Regions from separate parts of the Mus musculus genome. Here regions 1, 2, 3 and 4 are each linked to region 5. The links are chromatin contacts, called in public Hi-C, HiChIP or PLAC-seq and promoter capture Hi-C maps. All regions are on one chromosome and are shown on one strand. Each heading gives the region's core, a stretch centred on a gene start, on an enhancer-like site or on the middle of the called end of the contact. The rest is flanking DNA. Distances are from core to core; before and after follow the strand shown.

Region 1 (2,700 bases), core at 45-2,544, 2.2 Mb before region 5:
GACACTCTCATACAGAGTCAGTGCCAGAGGCATAGAGTGGTAAGGGAACCTGCTCCAAGTCTCTCAGCTTGAAAAAAAAATTGCTGGACTTAGCAGGTATGTTAAGACGATGGAAGCCAGTAGCAATACTTTTTGTTTTGTTTTGTTTGCTCTTTGAGACAGGGTTTCTCTGTGTAGCCCTGGCTGTCTAGAACTCACTCTGTAGACCAGGCTGGCTTCGAACTCAGAAATCCACCTGCCTCTGCCTCCCCAGTGCTGGGATTAAAGGCATGCGCCACCACGCCCGGCTAGCAATACTTTTAATAGCTTGAATTCCCACAGAAAAGGCTGGTTTTGTGTTTCCTCCTGAGCCTGGGCACCAAAGTACATAGCAAATGTTGGAAGGGTCCAGTTGCAGTTAAGCCTCCTTCTGGTCACCTGATTCTCTGAATGGCCATGGTGGGGAAGGCCCCATGACAGTTCTTTCAAAACTGTACAGAGAGCCAGGGGTTCCCCCTGGGAAGTTAAGGGTCCAGCAAAGGCAGGTAGATAGCTTCACTGTCTGCATCTACAGCCTGGATGTACCCCAAAGCCTCCTCTAATGGGGGGGGGATAAATGAAAAATACTGTAGTCTTGAGGGCAGAGGGGCTCCTCAGCCCCATTTCCTGTTTGCATTTTTTTTTTTTCAAGCTGACAAAGAGGGCTGAAAATAAAGGCTTGTTTTTCTAGGAAAATGACTTCCCAGGCTGCTGGGATGTTGGGGCCTCAGCTGCCAGCACCCTCAGGACAAAACAGCGCCAGCGACCATCTGAAGGGCAAAGCCAGGGACGGAGGGGCGCATCGGGACTCCTCCAAGAGAGGAGGCTCCTACCTGACCTCTGAGCTCTGGGAGAAGAAGCTGGAAAGACTGCTGAGAGGAACACAGGAAAAAAAAAAAAGAGGCAGAGAGGACAATGGGGAAAAAGACTGGGCCAAAGACAGGAGAGAAATGAGCTAGTCAGTGGCCTGATAGAAAAGGCTACTGAACAGGTTGGCCAGGAGTTTATAATCCTCCTGCTGCAGACTCCCAAGGGCTGGGATTACAGGTACCACACCAGGCCTGTTTTATAATCTCCTTCTTTAGCACATGTCAAGCAGGAACTAACTGCACAGCCAGAGCCCCTCTGAGAGGGAGGTGGTTATGACCAAATCCATGCACGAGATTAGACAACTCAAACACTAAGCCATTTAGAGGACTATCTGAGCAGAGAGCGAAGGGACAGTAAAGGAGACGGGCTGCCTGGTGGGTGAGGAGAGGCTGTGCATGGAAAACTTAGTGCTCTCACGCTGTCCCCACAGCTGATCAGAGGCAGAGAAGCAAGGGCTTAATTCTGTGGGGTGCTTCAAGACATCCGTGAGTTAGTTAGAAAACAAGAGCCTAAGAAATATAGTGAGATGTGAGAAGAGGGGAAGATGAGGGAAGAAGGAGAGAGGAGGAGGAAGGAGCAAGAAGAAGCGAACGCTGGCAGGAGAAAGAAGGGGAGAGCAACCCAGAATCTAGGAAGCTGGGGTGGGGCCACCGGCTCTGCGTTGCTTGGCAACAGGCGCTGCGATGCCGTCAGCGGCCTGCCAGCCTCTCCCAGGTGGATGAGATCATCGTGGCCTCCCCAGCTCCCCACAACAGGCTCCTTGCCAGCAATCTGGAGTGCCCCTGGCCCGCGGGACGGCGCAGGACGATGACATCACTCACGCACCAAGAGACCTCGGAGCCCAAGGAGTGCGGAGCTCTTTGGGTGACTGACAGTCTAGGCGATGTTTCAGACTTGCGGCTGTACTGTGTCCTTAGCAGGCTTCGCATTTAAGGCAGCCGGGTGTCCCAGCTCCAGGACGGGGCCAAGCCCACTGCAGAGAAACCTGACCATTGTAGTCACCACTGAGAGCCCTTCCCATTGACCCAAGTCTCCAGGATGCGGTTTTATGTGTATGAATGTATGCATGTGTGTCTCTGTCTGCATTAGGTATGCACACCATATGTGTGCTTGGTACCCACGGAGGTCAGAAGACAGTATTGGGTGCCCTGGAATTGGAGTTACAGATGGCTGTAAACAGCCTTGTGGGTGCTGGGAGTCAAATCCAGGTCCTCTGCAAGAGCAGCCTGGGCTTTTAACTGCTGTGCCATCTTTCCAGTGCCCAAGATTTACTTTCACTCTTGAGTAGTACAGACTGTGATCTGATGGCTTATGGTTGATGATCACCACCAAAGGGGGTGGGCCCTGCCTCCTCACCTGGAACTTTTATTCAATCCCTACACCACACCAGTGTTTGTCAGACTGTGCATGATAAATATTTTAGAGGTGAAGGCAAAAAATTATGGGCTTGGGTAGTGTTGACAGTCAAACTCCAGTCTGACTTGGAAGTAAAACTGGGTATATTCCATGTTTGCTCCGTGCATGATCAATAGCTTTGTTGAGAATGGAGACAGACAAATGTACAAAAGGCAGACATGTGGACAACGGAAAAGGAGATAGATGGCCACAGAAAGTGTCATGGGAGTTCCATTATGTCTTTCCTTTAAAATCTGCACATATTTCTAAATTTTTTCTTTTGTTTTTCGAGACAGGGTTTCTCTGTATAGCCCTGGCTGTCCTGGAACTCACTTTGTAGATCAGGCTGGCCTCAAACTAAGAAATCCATCTGCTTTGGCCTCCCAAGTGCTGGGGATTAAAGGTGTGTGCCACCTC
Region 2 (2,700 bases), core at 62-2,561, 2.3 Mb before region 5:
GAGAGTAATTGTGTGTGCAAGTGCCCATGGAAGCCAGACCCATTAAATATCCTAAACTACAGTTACAAGAGGTCGTAAGCCACCTGGCACGGGTACTAGAAACCCAACTCCTGAAAAGCCTGTTGCGCTCTTAGCTACTGAGCCATCTCTCCAGCCCTTTCCCATCATTTCTCTAAACAACTTTCACTTACAGACAAGTATCCCCCCCACTGGGCTGTAGAAATTTTCTTTGAACCTGGTTTGAGTGAAACCATTAAAGCCTTCTCTTCTGACCTAACTCTTAACCTGGGAGCCATGGATCTTGTCAGGAGGGGTCTTGATTTGATTCTCCCGACTTGGTCAATGAGGCCGGAGAAAGAGGTTCCTGATTCTCCGAGGGACACATGCCCTCCAAAGGCTAAGAGCCTCCTAAAAATACTGACCAAAGGTTTCTTCTTCGCCGTAGTCCTTTCGTTTCTTCTGATTTATGGTTTATTTTTTTAATTTAGATAACACGTTACGTTAGGAAAATAAAAAAATACAGAGAAAAAAAAAAGAACATTAATTCCGTCCTCTGCTTTTTCTTGACCTTCCTCTCCGAAGTCAACCTTTCTTCCATGGTTTGGGACGTTTCTAGAATAGTATTTCTCCAACTCACACGTAGTCCTTTATGGGCGGATTCTTTTTAGCCGGGGGGGGGGGGGGGGGAAGGGTGTCCTGGATGTTTGCGAACATTCCTCAACCTTCTTACAAACCCAAGAATGCGCACACACCTACTGTCAACACCTCAAGATGTTTACAGGCAAAGCTGCTGAAGGAGAACCACTCGTTCCAGGGACATCTGGGTGTTCAGGGTTCCCGCTGTGCCCGCGTCCGCGACTTTCCCCACCATAGATGGTGGGCCCACAGGGAGAGACATCTTGTCCCCGGCCACTCACCAAGTCGCGGATGAGCTGATCCACCAGCGGCTCGGGCTCCGTGGCGTCGCGGTCTGGGGGTGAGCGCGATCGGCTGGACGTATCCTTCCTGTCGCCTCCCCGGCCAGGCCTGGGCGCCGGGGGTCGGCCCGCGCCCTCCAGCAGCCCCTGCGCCAGCCCCAGGTAGCCCGAGGCCGGCTCGCCTCGCGCTCCCGCCTCGGGCCTTCGCGGCGACCGCCGCTCCCCAGCCTCGAGCCGCCGCCGTCGCCTCAGCGCCTGTGACTGCGCCAACTCCTCCTGCCAGTGCCGGCGGAACTCCTCCAGGTTGTGGTCGTCCATGCTTGACGCGCCCAGGCCGACGCGGCACCCAGGGGCTGCCAGAATGGGGACGGACTGTCCATCCGCCGGAAGTGTCCGTAGTCGGCCTGGAGACTTCCGGGAGCGCGTCTTGTAGGTTCCGGGCAGCCACGCCCCTCTGCTTCGACATCCCTTGTTTTTGGCACCTTTGTACCAAGCAAGCCATGCTTTAAATGGCTGCTATATACATATTGCAAAAGGTCGCGTTTTTTAATGTAGCGGTTTTTATTGCATTTATTTATTTATTTAGTGCGTGCGTGTGTGTGTGTGTGTGTGTGTGTGTAGGTCACAGAACAAATTGGAGGATTCAGTTCTTGCCTTCCACCAAGTGGGTCTCAGGGATCGAACTCTCAAGTCACCAGGCTTCGCAGCAAGCATTCTTTTCTGCGGAGCCAGCCCAACCTGATGTTACCCTTCAGATCTACACACACCACACCCAATTAACCATCTCTGCCTTCTTAAAACTAACATTCCAATAAAACAGAGGTAAAGATTTTTTTGGGGGGGGGGGGGGTTCGAGACAGGGTTTCTCTGTGTAGCCCTGGCTGTCCTGGAACTCACTCTGTAGACCAGGCTGGCCTCGAACTCAGAAATCCGCCCACCTCTGCCTCCCAGTAAAGATCTTTTTAATGTGAATGTCTGAATCCGCAGGAAAGGTTATATAGAAAAATAAGAAATCGGGTCAGATAACAAAGTGATGGACAGAGGGAGGAGCCAATTAGTGGCCACCATGAAGCCAGGCGTGGTGGCGCACGCCTTTAATCCCAGCACTCGGGAGGCAGAGGCAGGTGGATTTCTGAGTTCGAGGCCAGCCTGGTCTATGGAGTGAGTTCCAGGACAGCCAGGGCTACACAGAGAAACGCTGTCTCGAAAAACAAAAACAAAACAAAACAAAACAAAAACAAAAACAAAAACAAAAACAAAAAAAGAGCTGTCATGAAGACCTCTCTGAGGAAATGCCATTTAAGCTACTAGCTGATAAACAGGGGGTGGGGAGGGGGGCGGGGAAACAGCTATGGAAAATCAGCAGAGATTTCCAGGACTACAGGTCCAAAGTCGGTACCGTAGGAAAGGATCTGTGAAGGAATGTTCTGGAAGGAACCCCCACCTCCCGTTGAGTCTTCCACAAGGCTGCTTAGCTCATCAGAACTGCAGCCACTGTGGGAAGGTTGGAATGTTGCAAGTCTAGAGTGTAATAATGGTTTGTCTTGGGCTATCATTAGCGCCCCCTATTAATCATTCTGTTCCTGCCTCTGTGTCAAACCTAGCTCCCCTGTGACTGTCAGTCAAACCTAGCCCCCCTGTGACTGTCAAACCTAGCCCCCTTGTGACTGTCAGGAGAAACCGTTTGCTATATTAGCCTCATCGACTCCTATCTTCCACCAACCCAAAACTTCAGAATGTCACCAGGTAGTACCTACAACAGCGAGTCCCCACCCCTACTTGA
Region 3 (2,700 bases), core at 165-2,664, 2.4 Mb before region 5:
TCACCCTGGCTGTTACTCCCACTCCATCTGCAGCGAAGGTGGTGTCTTATCCCTGTTTGCAGCTCAAAGATCTAGTCGGGACCTTGCACATAGTAGACCATTAAGAAACACGCATTAAATGAGTGAACAAATACACAAGTCAAATTGTCGCCCCCTTTCCTGAGGACTCCTCGCAGCCCCCCGGGGGGAGGGGCGGGCTCTCCTTGGCAACCACACCCCAGCCTGGTGAAAATAGACACTTGATAAGGCCTCTCCGAGGAGGCCTACACAGAGATCCCAGAGGAAGAGGGGGGCTCGGTAGAAGGATCGAGCACCAAGGGAAGGCACTGTCAGCTTGGAGTGCGGGTGTGTCTGGGGTTGCTGGCGATGGGGGAGGGGGTCTTCCCCGGCCTGGAGAATGCAGATCCTCTGTAGACAGAAAACTTAGTTGCAGGAAGACATAGATCATGGCATATTTTAGAAACCCCAACATCCCGGGACCTGGGGAGCCCTTTCCTGCCCTCCACCCCACAGAGATCTGTCTGGGTTTTTAGAATTCTTGGAGACCTGAGGCGGTCCAGCCTACTCAGCAGCGATGCCCCACAGCTAAGCTTCCCTTGCTTCTCGGGTGGGAGCAGTTTCCGTGAACTCTGGGCAGCTGCAGGGAGGACGGGGGATCTTCAGGGAGGATCTCCAGGGGCAGACTCAGCTCCCCGGAGGCTCAGAGTGGGTGATAATCGGGGTTTCAGTGGTGGGGCCGGTTCTTCTGGCTCTGCCGAGACCCCTGGGTTGGCTAGAGTGGGCTCCTGAGAACGCCAGTTCCAAGGATGCGCACCCACGGCCGTGACTGGCGAGGTGAAAGATCGTGGGGATCCCAGCACTTCCAGCCAGAACAGACTCTTGGCAGCTAAACCGGACGTCACTAAGCAGAGCAGGGCATGGCGGGCTCCCAGGGCAGCCTTGAGGTTGAATGTTTCCCTCCCGGAGCACCAGCCCCTTCCTCATCAATTGAACAGGATTCCATGGTAACCCGGCGCCTTTCTCCCTCTGCGCCCTACGGTGAGCATCTCACCGCAACCCTATTTGGAGATGGAGAGATGGTGGTTAGACCAGCAGCAGGACTGGCCAGTCAGGACCTCCTATCTCATCAGGATCCCCGGGACTCATCGGTCTCACCTTCTCTACTCAGTCCACGCCTGTCACCTGCGATGCGCGCTCCTCTGGGCGCCCACCTAGGTGCAGGGCGCGGGGGAGGGGATCTTTCACACTGGGCACACTCGCGTGCCCTCCTCTGTCCCAGCGCCGAGGCTCCGCCGCTGGACCCCGCAGAGTGGGCGGAGGGATGCGGGTCGCGCTGCCCGCAAGCTCATCCCGCGGGGCTGCGGCAGGGGCAGAACCACGTCGTGTCCTCCCCCCACCCCCATTCCCGCCCCCGCGGCCGCGAGGGAAGCGGGCGAGCGCTAGGACCGCGCCGCTCCGCCTCCCGCCGCTATAAGAGGCCGCTCGAGCCCCACGCGGAACCGGCTCCGCGCCGCTGTCCCCGCGTCCCCACCCGGCTCCAACGCAGCGCAGCCCAGGCAGTCCCCGGCCTGCGTGGGGCGCCCGGGGCCCCGCGGCGCACCATGGGCGCTGCCCACTCGGCGTCCGAGGAGGTGCGGGAGCTCGAGGGCAAGACCGGCTGTGAGTACCACACCGTGGCCGGGAACCCTCGTTGGCGGGGACCATCGCCTGCATGCCCCCGCTTCGCGCCACCGTGCTGTGTGACCTTGGGCTAGTGGCTTGCCCTCTCTGTGCCCCGTTCTCGGGCTGCTTCTGATGGGTTCCCGCCAGCCGCCGTGCGGGCGACGCCGCTGGGAGGGGTTGGCAGCGACTCGGGCCTGGGGTAAGGGTGGCCCGAGAGGCGACTTGACCCAAGCCTCACCCGACCAGGGCGGAGCCCGGCAGGTAGCCGTGGCTTTGAGGGCCGGCGCCCCGGCAGCTCGGGAGAGCGCCGAGCGCGCGCTGCACCTGCAAGTCTGCGGCTGGGGAGCGGGGAGGAAAGTTTGGAAGTGGCGGGACCGGGAGGAGCCGCGCGGTCCGCGGTGACCTTAGGCGGGGGTCACCCTGCCGCCTCCCCGTGCGTCCCCACCCCCCGGCTGCAGGCTCGGGCACCGAGCCCAGCGTCCTCCAGGCTGGCCCGCACTCCCGGGACCGCAGAGGCCGGGCGGGGCGCGCCTGGGGGAAGCGCCCGTCCGCCCCGCGCTTGACCCTGGGCTCAGAAGCGACCAGGGGACCCGGACTTGCACGAGGGTGGGCAGGCGCGTGGACTCAACCTGTTTCGGTGGTGGGACAGAGCGGGTTGTGAGTTCTGCCAGGACTGTGTGACCTTGGACCAGTCAGTTCCCGTCTCAGTTTGCCTCCTCTGAGGAATGGGAGACTGGCGCACCCCCAGGGTTCCTGCGGCAGGAGGTTGCGGCTGAGTTGAGAGCACCCAGTCAGCCCCCCTCACCCCCCCAGAGGGGGACTGGGCTGGCACTCGCCTCCCCAGAGCCCGGTGAAGTCATAGAAAGTCCCCAGCTGCTGAGCGTCTACACCGCGCACACAGTATGCGAAGTGTGCAGCGGATCCGCGAGAGTCGTTTACACGACCCACTAAGGGCGCGCGCCATCGAGCCAGTCCCGGTGAGGGTCGACTGTGAGTGCGCTGCCTGGAGTGTGCGCACGGCGTGCAAGGGGAACCGCG
Region 4 (2,700 bases), core at 58-2,557, 2.2 Mb before region 5:
TTACAACCTTGATTCTGTGACTTATCTCTGGCCATAAGAACTCCAGGTACCTCTGGACACTTTAAAGTTAAGAGTTCCTGCCTCCGGGCCTTTGTACCTGCTGTTCCTTCCCTGGCATGGTTTTCCAGCTGAGGGTTACAGGCTACCTCCCCACAGCACTTACCAGTCATTGACATGTGGGTTTGTTTACTATGACCCTTGAGAGGTCCTGTGTCTGGGCTGCCCGTCCACCTTGGAGTTGCAGAGATGGAAGGCCAACGTCTCTGTAGAGATTAGATCACCTTGATTTTCCCCAGCGACAGATCCGCACACACCTCGTCCTACCTCCCGCACCAATAGAAAGCCAAGAAAGAAGGGCAAGGCTTGGAGAGAGACTCCATATGGCTACTGCTCCTGCAGAAGATCTAAGTCCAGTTCCCAGCACCCACAAGGGTGGCTCACAACTACCTGTACCTCCAGCTGTAAGTGATCTGACTCCCTCTACTGACCTCGGAGGGCACCTGCACTCCCATGGGCAAACCCACTCTAACATATAATTAAAAAATAAATACATACATAAATAAAATCTTTAAAGAAATAAAGAATATGCTTCCATGAACAGGCTCAGTTTCCCGGCATATTTTCCCTACAGAGAAAGATCCATCTCTTAGCCCAGGCCAACACAAATGGGTGCGGAATTAATTAATTCTGCACAGCCTTCTCGGCTGCAGCTAGCTAGGAAGCCACAGGCTAAGGTGCCTGCCTTTTCTGCAAGATTAAATTAGCTAGGAAAAGACTCCTTGGTATCATCGTCATATTCAGGCAAGCCCTCTATCACCTAGCTACACTCTCAACCAGGCCGTTTTATAAAGAAAGAAACTGTCATCCATCAGGTAACATGTCTCAAGAATTTGCAATCTGGCTTGATACTCCGGGTGGCCCCACTACTCCTTATCCTCGGGGAAACTAAAACACGGTATCCCCAAGTTTCCACCTACAAGCTTTGAGAAAACGTCATAAATTAAATGCCCACGATTCTGTGGCAAACGGGCGGTACAAGTAGGCTCGTATTGACTCCTGGAGCCCACAGGATGCTACAGAATGAATGAATGGACCATCTCCGTCCCACACACCCTGGTCCTCCCTAGGAGGCTGCACGGTCCCCTACAGGACGCTTGGGCGCGAGCGGCGTCCCCAGACCGGACGGCGAAGCGCCTTTGCCGCCAGGCTCGCGGGGTCACAGGGTAGCAGCGGCCGAGCATAGCCTTCATTTACCTGCCAGACACTGCAGCAATCACGGCCTCTGCTAATCCAGCCTAGCCAATCCCTGGCGTGGCCAGGGCGCCACGTGACTTCCGGCCGGCAGTGCCACCGAGAACGCGATCGGCGCTAGGACCCTCGCACAGGGAGGCCTGCCTCTAGTCCGAGAAGGTCCGCCCCTGCCGTCACATTCAGCCAATGGAGAGCCGAGGCTCCGGCAGAACCAATGGCGAGGAGGCATGGAGGGGCCTGGCGTTGGCGTCACTAGGTGGGGCGGGGCGTGCGGCGGATCACGTGGCCGGCGCGTTGGCTGCGGGAAGGTAAAGCAGTGCTGGAAGCGGATTGCAGGGGTCATGCCGTGGGGTCGTCTCTGCGCCTGCGCCCTACCGGGATGCTGAACCTGGCGGCGCTGCTGTGGCGCCGGCTCCTGCGCAAGCGCTGGGTGCTCGCCCTGGTTTTCGGCCTCTCGCTAGTTTACTTCCTCAGCAGCACCTTCAAGCAGGTAAGCGACTTCTCTCAGGACCTCCGTCCTTCCGATCCTGCTTCCTCCCTCAAATACTATGTCCTTCTCCCCATCGTTCTTCTAATCCTCCTCCTGAGCACTCCTCCCTCTGATCTAAAATCCTCCTTCAGCCCTTCTCCCTCCGTTGCGTTGTCCTCTGCCCTTCTCCTTTCCCCTCCCTAGCTCCCTCCGTCCTCCACTCCTCCTCCTCCCTCGAATTCTCTGCCTCCCCATCCTCTGTTCTCCTCTGCCCTCCAACTTCTTACCTCTCACCCTCTGTTCTTTTCCAACCCCTCCTCCTCGATCCTCACAGTTCCTCCCTCCCTTGATCCTCTGTCCTCTGATGCTCCTCTCTCCTGTCCTCCACCTTGTAGTCCTCCTGATATGCAGCCATTCAGTCCTCCCTCTGAGCCTCTGAGCCTCTTCCTTTCAGTCCCTGGATCATCCATTGGTCCTCCCTTCAGCTCTCTAGTCCTCAACCCTCTAGTCCTCCTCCCTCCGATTGTGTGATCCTCCTCCTGTCCTCCTGTGAATCGAAGGCCGCTAAGGGAGGCGTCCCACTGCAGGTCTTTGTACCGCCCCTCTTCCGTGCGGGATCTGGCTGGTAGGCCAGGCAGAATGGGGTCCTCAGACCTGTGCACCCTCCTCTGTCGCGTTCCCTGCTCCGCACAGCCCCAGGCTTCTTGATGGGCAGGAGGTAGAGATGGCTAGACCAGGAAGTGGCCAAGGGCTCTCTGTGCCTGTTCACCTGGGTGACCCAACAGGCTCCCTTTTGGGGCACAACTTGGTTGGGTAGATTTTTATTTTTTATTTTTTTATTTTTAATTTCTCAACCTCCCTTTCCCGTTTTTGTCCTGGTAGAGAGTTCCTAGAGACCTGGCATCCCACTGTAGTAGGAACCAGTTCCCAGCATTTGCCTAGAAACCACACTTGACTGAGTTGCATTTTGTAGGTCACCT
Region 5 (2,700 bases), core at 101-2,600:
ATGCACATGTTAACAGGAAATTATAAACGAGAAATTTTACATGCCAAAAAAAGAAAGAAAAAAGAAAAAGAAACAAAAATAAAAAAAAATCCCTCCACGTCCCAGGGTTTGATCGCGAACACACTATAAATAGAGAGTTTTCAAGCAGTGGATATTTGCTAACAAACTCAGTAAATACGCCCAAACAAACACCCACAGCCAAGTCTTGGCACAATTCCTCTATGGCTCCAACCCTTAGGCCCCAGCCCCGCACCATCAGCGTTCTTCCCAGCAGCAAGGAAATATCCCAAAACACTCTCCCAGCCCTACCTCGTCCAAAGCAAGCGGTGGCCTGGTTGGCCTCGCAGAAACAAGGCCTGATCCCTTTTCTCCCCTCCAGGCCCACGCGCCCCTCCTCAGAGTACACCTGCTGGTACCCACACACCTGCGAAGCTGCCTTTGGCTCTAGGAGAGGGCCAGACTTAGAGCATCTCGGGGGGCCCGGGAGTGCCTATGACGCCCGGCTGTGGCCAGCTTCCCTCGCTCTATCGAGCGACCCACTCACCACGGTTCCCGCCAGCCTGACCTGGAATATGGACGATGTGGCCAAGACAGATGTAGTGAGCTTCAGCCTCCTCTCAACCTGCCGGAACACCCATCCGAGGTAGACCACCCCTTTCGCCACACCTCCCCCAGTGCCGAGTGAGCTAGGCACTTAGAAACGACCTTCGGGATTCCCAAGACCAGGCGAGGTGACATCCCTGAGTCAACCTGGATAGGGGTGGGGGAGGGAGGCACAGAAGTACCCAAGCTTCCCGCCCTCAGTCTCTTGGTGAGAAAAGCCCTGCTGGGCCCTAGCCCCGTGAGTGACAAAAGAAGCCACCGTAGGGAGAAGTGCCGGGTCTCCCAGCTCCTACGCTCAGAGCCCGAGCGAGCCGCAGTCTAAAGCAAGAGGGAGCTGGGCGGGTTCGGAAGCAGGGGGACCACAGCGCACTCCCTGCCTGGGCAACTTCTACAGGTTGCGAGGGTGGCGAACCTGGTGGGAGGTTTCTCCCTGGCTAGGCCTTGGAACCCTGCCCCCCAAAATTATTTGTGATGGGAGAGAAAAAGAACCCTGGTTTTCGCATCGCGCCCCCACCCCTCCAGACCCAAACTAGAAGGTAAATACTTACTTAGCTTGGGAACAGGTACTAGCAAATACTCGGCAATACTGATGTCTTGTTTTTTTTGCTCTGCCCTGACCGCAACGCTGTAGCCAATTTAGATATGCTATAAATTTAAGAGGTTGCTATGGCCACGGCGCGCCCATTGGCCGCCCGGCCCCCTACGTGCCGCACCACGTCACCAAATCTGAATAAGGATGCGCGAATTAGGCGGCGGCCAGACAAAGATGAGGATCGGGACCGCTTGAAAGTGGGGGAAAGTGCCGGCGCCTCCGCCAACCGGGAAAGCCGCTCGCCAGTGCCGAAGCCAGCAGCCGCCGAGGACACCTGCTCGAAGCTGGAGCGAGCGCCCGGTCGCGACCCGTGACATGAGGCTGTGACCGCTGCCGCCCTCCACGCCACTCTGGGCAGTGCAGCGCCAGGCCGGAGAGCGTCGGAGGACTTGACCCCGAGAAGTCTTGGTTGATCCGTAACGGACTCGCCCCTACAGACTCGCCTACAGACTAGGAAGGCTGAGAGCCACAGCAGCGGGGACCGAGAGGGCCTAAGGGCCCAGGGGCCCCAAGGAGGACGAGGCGGCCCGAGCCGCCGGGGCGCGCGGCTATGATGGTGCACTGTGCTGGCTGTGAGCGGCCCATCCTCGACCGCTTTCTGCTGAACGTACTAGACCGCGCGTGGCATATCAAATGTGTTCAATGCTGCGAGTGCAAAACCAACCTCTCGGAGAAGTGCTTCTCACGGGAAGGCAAGCTATACTGTAAAAACGACTTTTTCAGGTAAGAGGCCCCGCCGCGCCCTGCTGCCTACCACTGGCTGGCCCGAGCTCTACTCTGGCTCCTTGGGAATTAAGGGACCAAGAGACCCACCCCAGCTTGGGAGGTGGGGGTGGGCAGATAGGCAGTCTGCCCTCCTCAAGCCCTGTCCTCTGCTTGTGGGATGCTGAGGTTGAGTCGAGGGAAAGGAGGAGGCTGTTTGGCTGCTTCACCTTGGGTCTGCCAGGCAGCAGCAGAGATCGGTCAGATGGCAGAGGCCCGGAAGCTCGGCAACTTGCTCTGGGCCCCTTCCCCCGACACCTGAGTCCCCAGGACAGAAGCCTCAAGACTCCCCTGTCCAGATCCCAAAGATGTGTCGGGAGTTCAGAGCAGCTAGGAGCTTCTTGTTCCACACAGTAAATCCTAAACCCAGAGGGTAATCTGAGGACAAACAGGAACTTCTCACTTCCAAAGGACCCTAGCTAAGAAGGGATCTCCTGGAGATGGGCGATGAGAACCTTCCCCTGGCCCCCCACCACCCTCACCCGATTAATTTTCTTCCTAGTTGGAGAGGCACTGAAGAAGTAGAAGGTGAAAATCAGCCGATCTGTTCTGAGATCTCCCTTCCCAAGTCCATACAGCCCCTCAAGGCAGGCCAGGACCCAGTGTCTCTGTGGGCCTCAGTTTCCCAAAATGAGAAATGCTATGGGGCAGCCTAGAAACGCGTGGGTTTTTTTTTTTTTTTTTTTTTTTTTTTTTTTTTTTTTTTTTTTTTTTTTTTGGTAGCTGCGCTTTCTGCCCGTTTC

The links. Promoter capture Hi-C pulls out the DNA fragments that hold promoters and counts their contacts. A called contact is a pair of places that touch in the nucleus more often than the background predicts. HiChIP or PLAC-seq counts read pairs in DNA pulled down with a chosen protein or histone mark.
Region 1: an H3K4me3 HiChIP or PLAC-seq map of embryonic forebrain shows a contact between it and region 5, with 4 times the contacts expected there. The contact joins the enhancer-like site here to the promoter of Lhx5 in region 5. A contact is called at or near these places in 5 of 39 promoter capture datasets (cranial neural crest, hippocampal neurons, liver and 2 more) and 1 of 115 datasets of contacts at active chromatin or transcription factors (embryonic forebrain).
Region 2: a promoter capture Hi-C map of embryonic stem cells shows a contact between it and region 5, with 3 times the contacts expected there. The contact joins the promoter of Fbxw8 here to the promoter of Lhx5 in region 5. A contact is called at or near these places in 4 of 39 promoter capture datasets (embryonic stem cells, liver and maxillary cranial neural crest), 6 of 484 Hi-C or Micro-C datasets (all in embryonic stem cells) and 2 of 9 other capture datasets (embryonic stem cells and liver).
Region 3: a contact with region 5 is called in a Hi-C map of embryonic stem cells, with 10 times the contacts expected there. The contact joins the promoter of Tesc here to the promoter of Lhx5 in region 5. A contact is called at or near these places in 2 of 39 promoter capture datasets (both in embryonic stem cells), 8 of 484 Hi-C or Micro-C datasets (embryonic stem cells and stem cell-derived epiblast-like cells) and 3 of 115 datasets of contacts at active chromatin or transcription factors (all in embryonic stem cells).
Region 4: a contact with region 5 is called in a promoter capture Hi-C map of embryonic stem cells, with 2.7 times the contacts expected there. The contact joins the promoter of Rnft2 here to the promoter of Lhx5 in region 5. A contact is called at or near these places in 3 of 39 promoter capture datasets (embryonic stem cells, hippocampal neurons and liver) and 1 of 115 datasets of contacts at active chromatin or transcription factors (embryonic stem cells).

What each region holds. Positions count from the first base shown.
Region 1 is chr5:118,212,972-118,215,671 of GRCm38.p6, forward strand. The region is part of intron 7 of Rnft2 (ring finger protein, transmembrane 2); the gene reads right to left. Among named protein-coding and RNA genes, the nearest start is that of Rnft2, 31 kb to the right of the region's middle. Within about 2 kb of position 1,295, at least 159 of the 459 cell types and tissues checked have an H3K27ac peak or open chromatin away from gene starts, as enhancers often do. A contact at or near this core is called in embryonic forebrain and hippocampal neurons, where this site is marked.
Region 2 is chr5:118,154,147-118,156,846 of GRCm38.p6, forward strand. Fbxw8 (F-box and WD-40 domain protein 8) reads right to left here and starts at 1,312. Exons shown (of 11, transcript NM_172721.2): 1 at 918-1,312. The coding sequence starts at 1,235.
Region 3 is chr5:118,026,329-118,029,028 of GRCm38.p6, forward strand. Tesc (tescalcin) reads left to right here and starts at 1,415. Exons shown (of 8, transcript NM_021344.4): 1 at 1,415-1,659. The coding sequence starts at 1,602.
Region 4 is chr5:118,243,718-118,246,417 of GRCm38.p6, forward strand. Rnft2 (ring finger protein, transmembrane 2) reads right to left here and starts at 1,308. Exons shown (of 11, transcript NM_001109902.1): 1 at 1,255-1,308. Spring1 (SREBF pathway regulator in golgi 1) reads left to right here and starts at 1,510. Exons shown (of 5, transcript NM_001081236.1): 1 at 1,510-1,741. The coding sequence starts at 1,631.
Region 5 is chr5:120,430,536-120,433,235 of GRCm38.p6, forward strand. Lhx5 (LIM homeobox protein 5) reads left to right here and starts at 1,351. Exons shown (of 5, transcript NM_008499.5): 1 at 1,351-1,918. The coding sequence starts at 1,746. It overlaps Gm27199 (predicted gene 27199), which reads right to left and starts at 1,232. Exons shown (of 2, transcript NR_166585.1): 1 at 1,152-1,232. Gm31976 (a long non-coding RNA gene) reads right to left here and starts at 1,145. Exons shown (of 2, transcript XR_878743.1): 1 at 545-1,145.